2 separate regions of the Drosophila melanogaster genome follow, and region 2 is linked to region 1. A link is a contact called in public targeted proximity ligation data. All regions are on one chromosome and are shown on one strand. The core of a region is the stretch at or near the end of the contact, and the rest is flanking DNA. Distances in the headings are between cores, read along the strand shown.

Evidence for each region.
Region 2: a targeted proximity ligation map of the Kc167 cell line shows a contact between it and region 1, with 2.6 times the contacts expected there. A contact is called at or near these places in 1 of 107 Hi-C or Micro-C datasets (wing imaginal disc) and 1 of 7 datasets of targeted methods (the Kc167 cell line).

The regions. Positions count from the first base shown.
Region 1 is chr3L:8,844,559-8,848,698 of dm6, forward strand. It overlaps lncRNA:CR45823 (long non-coding RNA:CR45823), which reads right to left and starts at 1,256. Exons shown (of 1, transcript NR_133192.1): 1 at 386-1,256. All of the region lies in intron 1 of dally (division abnormally delayed), which reads left to right.
Region 2 is chr3L:9,396,547-9,400,833 of dm6, forward strand. It overlaps CG4080, which reads right to left and starts at 2,681. Exons shown (of 6, transcript NM_001259766.2): 1 at 1,961-2,681. The coding sequence starts at 2,040. It overlaps eIF4E1 (eukaryotic translation initiation factor 4E1), which reads right to left. Exons shown (of 6, transcript NM_168335.2): 3 at 4,037-4,287; 4 at 3,873-3,972; 5 at 3,551-3,638; 6 at 3,072-3,487. The coding sequence ends at 3,324.

The DNA.
Region 1 (4,140 bases), core at 6-2,505:
TGTTGCGGGTTGTTCTAGTTAGTTGAAGTGCTCTGACTTGCCAGCGTTTACAACTTTGCTTAAGCTTCTTTGGAATTTCGCAAAACATTTGAAATGGCCGGGAAAGAGCACTTAGGGAATTAGAAACTTCCTGAATGCAGTTGCGGAACTTATAACTGCAACGATTGGTAAATAAAATTTAATTTCTATTGAAAGGGCTACCACAGAGGCTTAGTAAATAAAATCTGTCCCTTGTACTTTGTGGGGTTTTCTTTACTGACTTGAAAGCTTATTGCGAAAATTCAACTTAAAATCAGAGAACAGCTCAAATGGCATTTAACCTTGAATCACTTATAGAATCGATCGAAATTCGAGTATAAAGATGAAATTATTTGTTTGGTTTTTTATGCTGATCCCCAATGTGTTGTCAGCTGATTCAAGCAAACATCTCCATCGTTTATTTGTTGATATTTACTCGCTTTTTTGTATACATGGAGAAACATAAGTAAGCTCGAATATCCCCTGCGATGCGTAATTCTTTTATGGGATTCTCCGTCATCTTCTCGCGCAATTTCAATTATTCACACTCGACATTTAATTGTATTAATTAAAGCAGCACGAGAATGTTGAACATTTATTACATGTCTCTGCAGCAAAGCCGCACTCTTTTCCTCCTGGGTGACCGTGTCCTTATCAGCGACTTTTCCCCTTCTCCTTCTAGCGCGCGTTTCCGGCGTTAATTGAATGCAGATTCCACAGACATAGTGGGCCTGTGGGTGGTGGGGCGTTGGGGGTGGATTGTGGGTTGCAGGGACACTCGCTTTGCACTGCCAATTAGCGCAGGGTGTGGTAAAAGTGAGGGGGTAAGGGGGAGCGGAACTGAGACATTCTGACCTCTTGGCATTCATGGACTCTTTGCATTGCCAATTTATATTCTTTGATTGATTATGGCAAATACATTTTTTATTTTATCGATCGGTTGATTGATGTTCTGCAATTGCCGATGGATTCGAAAATCGACGGTAATTTATTTATGCATATTAATGAGCCATTTTTGATTGCCGGGGTGTCATTGAGTCAAGTGGGAAAAGTGCAAAAATAGAGGACAACAATATGTAATGTTTCGGTTTTAAGTGTCCTTCTCCTGGTTATGCAAACTTCCTGGTTTTTTCTTCTTCTGGTCCATCAAAGGCCATTGCCACGTGTCTCCAGCTGAAGCGGAATACAACACCTGCCTCTCAGCCTGCCCCATAAATAATTTATTTAACAAAAAGCATTCCCAATGGCAGCACTGACACTTTAAGCAGCGCACTCGTAATTCCGAAATGTCAGCCAGCCCAACATTTCCATTCCACCCACTCTTTTTGCGCTCCGGCAGCCACTTCAATTTGCCAGCCAGACAGAAAATCATCTGAGCTCTTCCTCTTCCATGGATCATTGTTTCAATGGCATAAAAACAATGGCAACAATAATAATAAAGCACATAAATAAATGATAAGTCGACCACATGCACAAAAGGACGCGACACACGTCACGAAAGGAGATGGCAATGTCATCGGGATGGGGACAAAAAATATAGTACCACCTAAACTGTAATATTCAACACGGTGAAATATGGCTGAAGTTGCTCTGAAAGACGTGTTTTTTTTGGTACGCTAAGAGGATATATAAGAGGTATCAGAAAAATACACGAAGACAGCATTAAATTGGCTCAGATGAAGAAGAACTTTAATGGAACCATGACCAAGAACCATTACTTTCTGAAACAACGAGTTAAATGTACTTAATTATTGATGTAACTTCTAAAATTACTTAAAATTTTCTCATACATAGAGAGAAGTTGCAATTCTCGATAGTTAGTAAATTAAACAGCACATGGTGGCCATAACGACCATAAACTTGGTTCAACTAAAGCTACTCCTTCCGAACCACACACATTGCCCCAGTTGAATCTTCTAGCTGATGATTGCAATTAAATACACATAATTCCCGGCTAATGACTTGGCTAGAAGCAGCGGACAAAATCAAAGCGAGCCGCGCTTATCTCAGCCACGTTAAGCTGGCAACATAATTTAAGTCCCACAGACACGCAGACAGCCTCCCTCGAATAATCGCAGATGCACAAACACATGCGCACACACAGGGAAACTGACGCCGGCAAGTGTTGGCCACTTCCGTTTCCGGTTGGCGCTGATGATGCGACTGCTGCGACTAACTGTGCCGCTGATATAGGTTAAAGCTCTGCACTAAATAGAAACTGCCATTTAGTCTGCGTGACATCATCCCCCCTTTTCCAAACCTCCGATTCCCAGTCAATTTCGCAACTGGCTAAACTTTGACAATTTCCAACAAAAGATTCTCCCACTGAATTTAGGCAGAATATCAGCAAGTTGCCAAAGTTTTTGCATTTCGCCAGCTGTTTAGTCTATAAGGAAAACAAGAGACCAACATTACTTCCCCCAAGCCCTCGAAGTGCTGGCCATAATTTACATAACTCTGTGCGCAATAAAAATTAATTTGCTGCCCATTTGGAAGTGCTTAATTTGTAAACGAGACCATTGGGGTCGTCATGGAATCGCTTCAAATTGCTGACTAAGGTTGGAGCTTGTATCCAGAAATACATACAAACACGTACAAATATATATATATAGCTCTGGTGTTGGTGGCTTTATCGGTGCTGCCTTTACATGTTTAACAAGCTGTGCTTGCCTTTTGTTGTGGGCGCAGGATAAATTAACTTCAAGATGAAAAAGGGAGCAGGAAGGATCAAAGGGGAAGTGTTGACATGAAGTGAAACAGTGTAGTTACTTTGTGTGCAAAATAAAATCTAACAAACTGCGAACTTTCATTTTAAGTTATACAAAGTATATTCTAAAGAAAAAGAATAATATTATTTCACAACAAAAAGCTTTTCTATCAGCAAGAACGGTGTATCAAATTTTATACTTATATAAAAGATGTTAACATCGCTTATGTTCATAAGGTATAAGCCATTTTGCAGTACAGTATTTTTTAATTGTCTTGTTTACAAACCATTTCAGTTGCACTGGGACCTTTTTGATATTTTCTATGACCTTCAAAAAATCAAGATTCCGTGTATATAGGGTATACAAGATTCCGCCTCAGCTGACCGTCATTCTTTGGCATTTATTTCAGAGATTTTATCGCTGCTCAACGGCAAAAGCAACATCAGCAATCCGCAAAACACGAGCAACTTTTATGGCAAAAACGCAAATGGCGATGAATGTTTGCAATAAAACAAAAGTCGAACAATGCCTGGTTGTTTCTGTTTCTGTTATTGTTGTTCCTGTTTTTGTTGACTTTTTGTTAATGTTTTTTTTGTTGTTGTTAGTGGTGTAAGTGTTCCTGTTGTTCCCGTTGCCATTGCTGTTACTGCTGTTATTGTAGCATTTATTGTCTGACCCCCAATAGCCGGTTGATTTTAAAATGTCTCTACTGCCTTCGGGTGCTGTTAATTATGCAGTTGACTGGGCGAATTTATGGTTTTTTACTGGCTGTGGAGGAATGGGTTCTGGAGATCGCACTCGACAATCACCAAATTCCCTGCACTTGACACCCATTCAGAGGAATCAAATCGAGGATGTAGTCTCAAGTAGCAGCTTCCTCATTGTCACCAAATGGGTTACAAGAGCGCAATTGTTCGTCGTTATTTATCGCCCAGTTGGTAGTTGATTAATAATTGTCATAGGCAAAATGCGAGACAGCACAAAGATCTGAAAATAGAATCATCAACATTTGCGCTCTTGACTTTGACCTCTGTGGGTGTCCCTCGATTGGAGCTTCCGCTCGGCCTCGAATCCCAGTGGGCGGACACATACATACATATATGACATATGCAACCCCTTGTGGGCTCGACAAATGTCAAGTAAATCGCGTCAACTGTACAAGAGCTGCGACCTCGACAGTCCGGGGATGAGCAAAAACCCCAAGCTACGTACATCCATCCATCCGCATGGAGAAGGCCAAGTGTGGGGCGCTAAGTGGGAACCCGGGGGCTGTCTGGATATTTGTCTGTAATTCCGTTCATGTGGGCGTGCGTTACGTAAATCCAGACGAGCCATCTAGCTAGCCTGTCGCCGTGCATTTAATGCATACAAATTGGTATGATTTAAGAGAGCCTGAAAAATGTTGAAAAAATTG
Region 2 (4,287 bases), core at 1,431-3,930, 550 kb after region 1:
GAGTAAGAATATAATTGTTGATTTCTCTGGATCTGATAACTAAGTTTATATAGCATATTACCCTTAAATCGCCTAATTATGCGAGGGTCGTTTGGTAAATTCACATTACGGGGGCATTTCGTGTTATTTGCGTAAGATTTGGGTCTTTTGAGCGCTTCATTACCACCCGTGCCCACTTGTAATTACGACTAAATTAGCGCATTTTATTAAATTCCACGCCCGAACACAACGGAACGGGCCACGCCCTCACCAGCTCCGCCGGACCAGATGAAACAAGTAATCTTCGCATGGCGCAAGGAACCGGATGATTCCAAGGGATGGATGGGTGGTGGAGGGGGGAAGGGGGAAATCGGAGTCAGGCGGGGTCCAATTCAACTGTTTTGCGCTTTGTTTTCGCTGCCTGTTCGTTTGCTTTGTTCGAATGCTTTTTGATAATTTGCGCATTATTTTTTTTTTTTTTTTAGCGCTCTCTGCGTGTAAAACTTATTTTAAAGTCCAAAACCCAACTGGTTTAAGTTCGAGGCAATTAATGCAAAAGTTATACCCCCCCAACTGGCGCCACCAAAAATATACATTTGCATACATATGCAATGTATGAATGTTTGTGTGTGTATACACATTGCTATTGTTTTGGGAAAACCCATGCGAAATGCAAGCTTGAGAAAATTCGCTTCTTATCAATGGTTTGTTTTTCGCTACGCTCCATTTTACATTTTCACGATAGTCGACAAATATTTGATCGTGATGGCCCAAGCCGATACAATAGCCAATGTTTATTCAACAACGACACCTGAAATAACAGCAAAGTGAGACACATTTACTCACTCCGGCGACAGATTAGATTTGCGATGGCCAGGTGATAAGGCTCATCACACTGACATCGGGGGTGTTGAACGGTCTGTATTTCACAAAATACGAGCATACATATATAAATTATAGCTACGCAAGAGCCGCATTTCTCAACATTCAAATACAATTGAGTAAATATGTTTATTTAAGAGCGTTCCATTGAAAATTTGATGAATAACTAAAGATAAAGATACAACATCTATGAGGCAAATAAAAGTTGGTAGCCACAAATACTAATACCAAACAATACGAATTAAGTGAATCGAAAAGCCAGTACCATTAAACTGCTTTAGTTATGGAGAACGTCTTCAATGACTGATATATAATTATATTTATGATTTATCTTCATTTTAGACCTCATTGGCTTCATTAAAAGTCGTAAGAGTATTGGGTATGGTCAATGCCCCGCTGTCACGTCAGATTGCAATATAAATAAATCGCGCGTAATTTATAAACCTATAATTGTATAAACAGATAACAGCTGGCGCCTCGCGTCAAGATCTTGTCACCTTCCCAGCATCGTAGTGTCCATATTTGCATTTCAATCGAAGTTGCCGATCGGCATGGAACTAGTATGGTAAGTAAGTAAGTACAAGTCAATGTTGTTAACTATTGCCTAATGATTGTCATTAGCAGGCGTTAGATGGGGATTACGACGATTGAGATCTCAACAGTTGATGTTGGTGCAGAGCAACAAATTAAGGGAATGAATCAATCGCTGCTTGAAATTGGGTTATTTTCGTTTTCATTTCGATTAAGGTATATCTTATCTGCGTGTCGGTATGGACAGCTGGATTTGTTTATTGTGGCGCAAAGAACACACATTGATTTTTAGCACTTGCAGCCTGCGTTGAGAACTTAATTATTGTGATTTCCCAAACGACGAACAATCAAACATTTAAATCATGTCCGTTTCCTGGCTATAAATAAACAATGGACAATGCCAAGAAGAATGTCAACCATCCCACGATTTTTCAATTGCGTGCTTGCACTTGATTTTATTTTATTTCTCGTTTTTCTTTATTTTACTTTTTTTTTTGTTCTTTGGTGTACTTGAATAACTTATAGGATTCCTTTTTTTTTGGCCATATCAAGGGCATTCAAAACTCACCTGACATTCGCATAGTGCTGGCCGGAATTCCAATCCACATGCTCGATATCCGAAGAGGTTTTGGCGTTGTCGCAAGGCATTTTGTTCGTAACTCGCTCTCTCTCTCTCTCTCTATAGCACTATAAACTCGATTGCAGGGTATCGCATAGTCGGGGCGATGCTGCACCGCAACGCGTGGGGGGTTTTCAACCCCAAAAAGGGAGGGGGGTGGCGGACGCGGGGGAGGAGAGCTCCTTTGTCTTTTATGCTGGCTAGTCTTGCGCCTTTGTTATGATTCTCCTCCGCTGGCCATATATTTGTTTATTCCCAACGATAAACAGAGGCTGTCGCCTTCTTTATTTTTAGCGACCCTGTTGGCAGGGGCTACTTCGATTTTTTGCACAATGTAAACCGAATCTATTGCACTGTTATTCTCCTTTCATTTCGTTTCATTTTTCCCTTTCAACGCCAACGAACTTCTGGCCGTGTGTGTGTTTGTTTGTGTTGGTTAGCTGGTCTATTATTATATCTTTATTCCGCGACAAACTTTAGTGCGTTTGCTTGTTAATTTGTTGTTACTGGCCCGGTACGAGCTGTTCGTTCCACTACTCTACGCTAAATGGCTATGCTTGTTAGAATTGCACATATATTTTATGTATTTTATTTAGCTAAACACGGAGACATATCCTTACACGATATCTACGAGCGACGCGACCAGTGTGACTGCGCCTACACAATTGAAACATGTCACATGCAGTGTGACCGTTCTTGGCTGAATGGAAAAGCTCTCACTCATATAAAATTCAATAATAGGTTAATAAAAAAAAAATACTGACTTATTTTTTAAATACAAACGTATTTACTCTAACAATATAAGTAAAAAGCTAAAATTATTTTAATGTCTATTTAGGAAACCTATCGATATATCGATACACATTTTTTTTTGGCCACCCTAGAAATTGCTAACGTATTTTTAGCAACAAATTGAATTCCAAATTTGGAAGTTTTGCTTTAGGTGCCCATATTAGGATACAAGCTCGTTTTAGTAATACAACAAGTAATTATCCCAAAAACAATATAGGTTAACTTTTTTCTATTTTAAAATATCTCCAAAATCAAAGATCAAAAGTATCCGGTTTTAATGTAGGTTTTTATTAATATACTTTTCCGTCTAATCCATTATTGACAGTGACTACAAAAAGCGGATAGATTTTATATTATGCCGATTTTTGATAACAAAGGGGGTTCCGTTTCGGTTTCGTTACGCGGGTCTTAGACAATAGTCACGATTAATCGCTACTGTTGCTTATAACGATAAATAAATGAAAGACAAAATAATCAGTGTGGGATCGGACCGAATAAGGAGCGGCCAGTTATTAGCCGCCTACAAAGTGTAGATCGATTTCACGTTGGAGCCCTGCTTGACCATCGTGTCCTTGTGCAACTGATACTGCAGCGAGTTGTTGCGTCCCAGACGCAGGGCATCGCGCAGCTTGTGACCAATCTCAAGGGCAGCTTCCTCGTTGTTTCCGTCGGCAGTCCAGATGGCTGGAAAGCATTAATCGTTAAACAAAGGAATTCCGCTGAAGTTGGGTGTGCGTGAAAACTTACATATCTTGTTGCTCTTGCCGCGAATGTTTATAACAGCGCCGCAGATCTGATCAGAGTGATCGAAGGCCTCACCAATCAGGCAGAGCAGCTGGAAGGCAAAACAGTTGTAGTTACTCATATGCGAAAAATATTTATGATATAAGCTCACTATTGAATGTTCCTAAGACAAAAGCTAGCACTAGCGTATTTTTAGCTGATATTTTCTATAAGTTATAATTTATATTGCAAAATCATACACCTATTTCTATATTTTTGCATTTCAAGAATGTACATTCACTATAAATAGACCATCCGCTCACCACTCGTTTCTTTGTGCACTTACCACATCGAGCCATAGGTTATCCAGATCGGTCTTGGAGCTTTTGTTAAGGGTAATGACCCAACGACCGCCCTGTTTGTTGGCTGCATCCTCCCACATGGGACTGCAAATGAGATATCAGTTAGTAAAGGTTATCTTGGCAGAATTGCAATAAACAGCAAACCCACCGAATGTTCTTCTTGAATAGCGAGTAGTCACTACCCAGCTTGATCTCTGATGGGGGCTTGATGTGGTTGTATAGGCTCCAGAAGTCCTCGACGGTATCGAAGCTGGTGATCTCGTTTTGCATGTCCTCCCAGGACTTGGACCGATCGTTTTCAAGGTACCACAGCGTCCAGACATTCATGAGCGGGTGTTTGTATAAATGCTCGGTGCGCACAGCATCGTCGCCGGCAGGAGCAGTAGTGGTTGCAGTGTT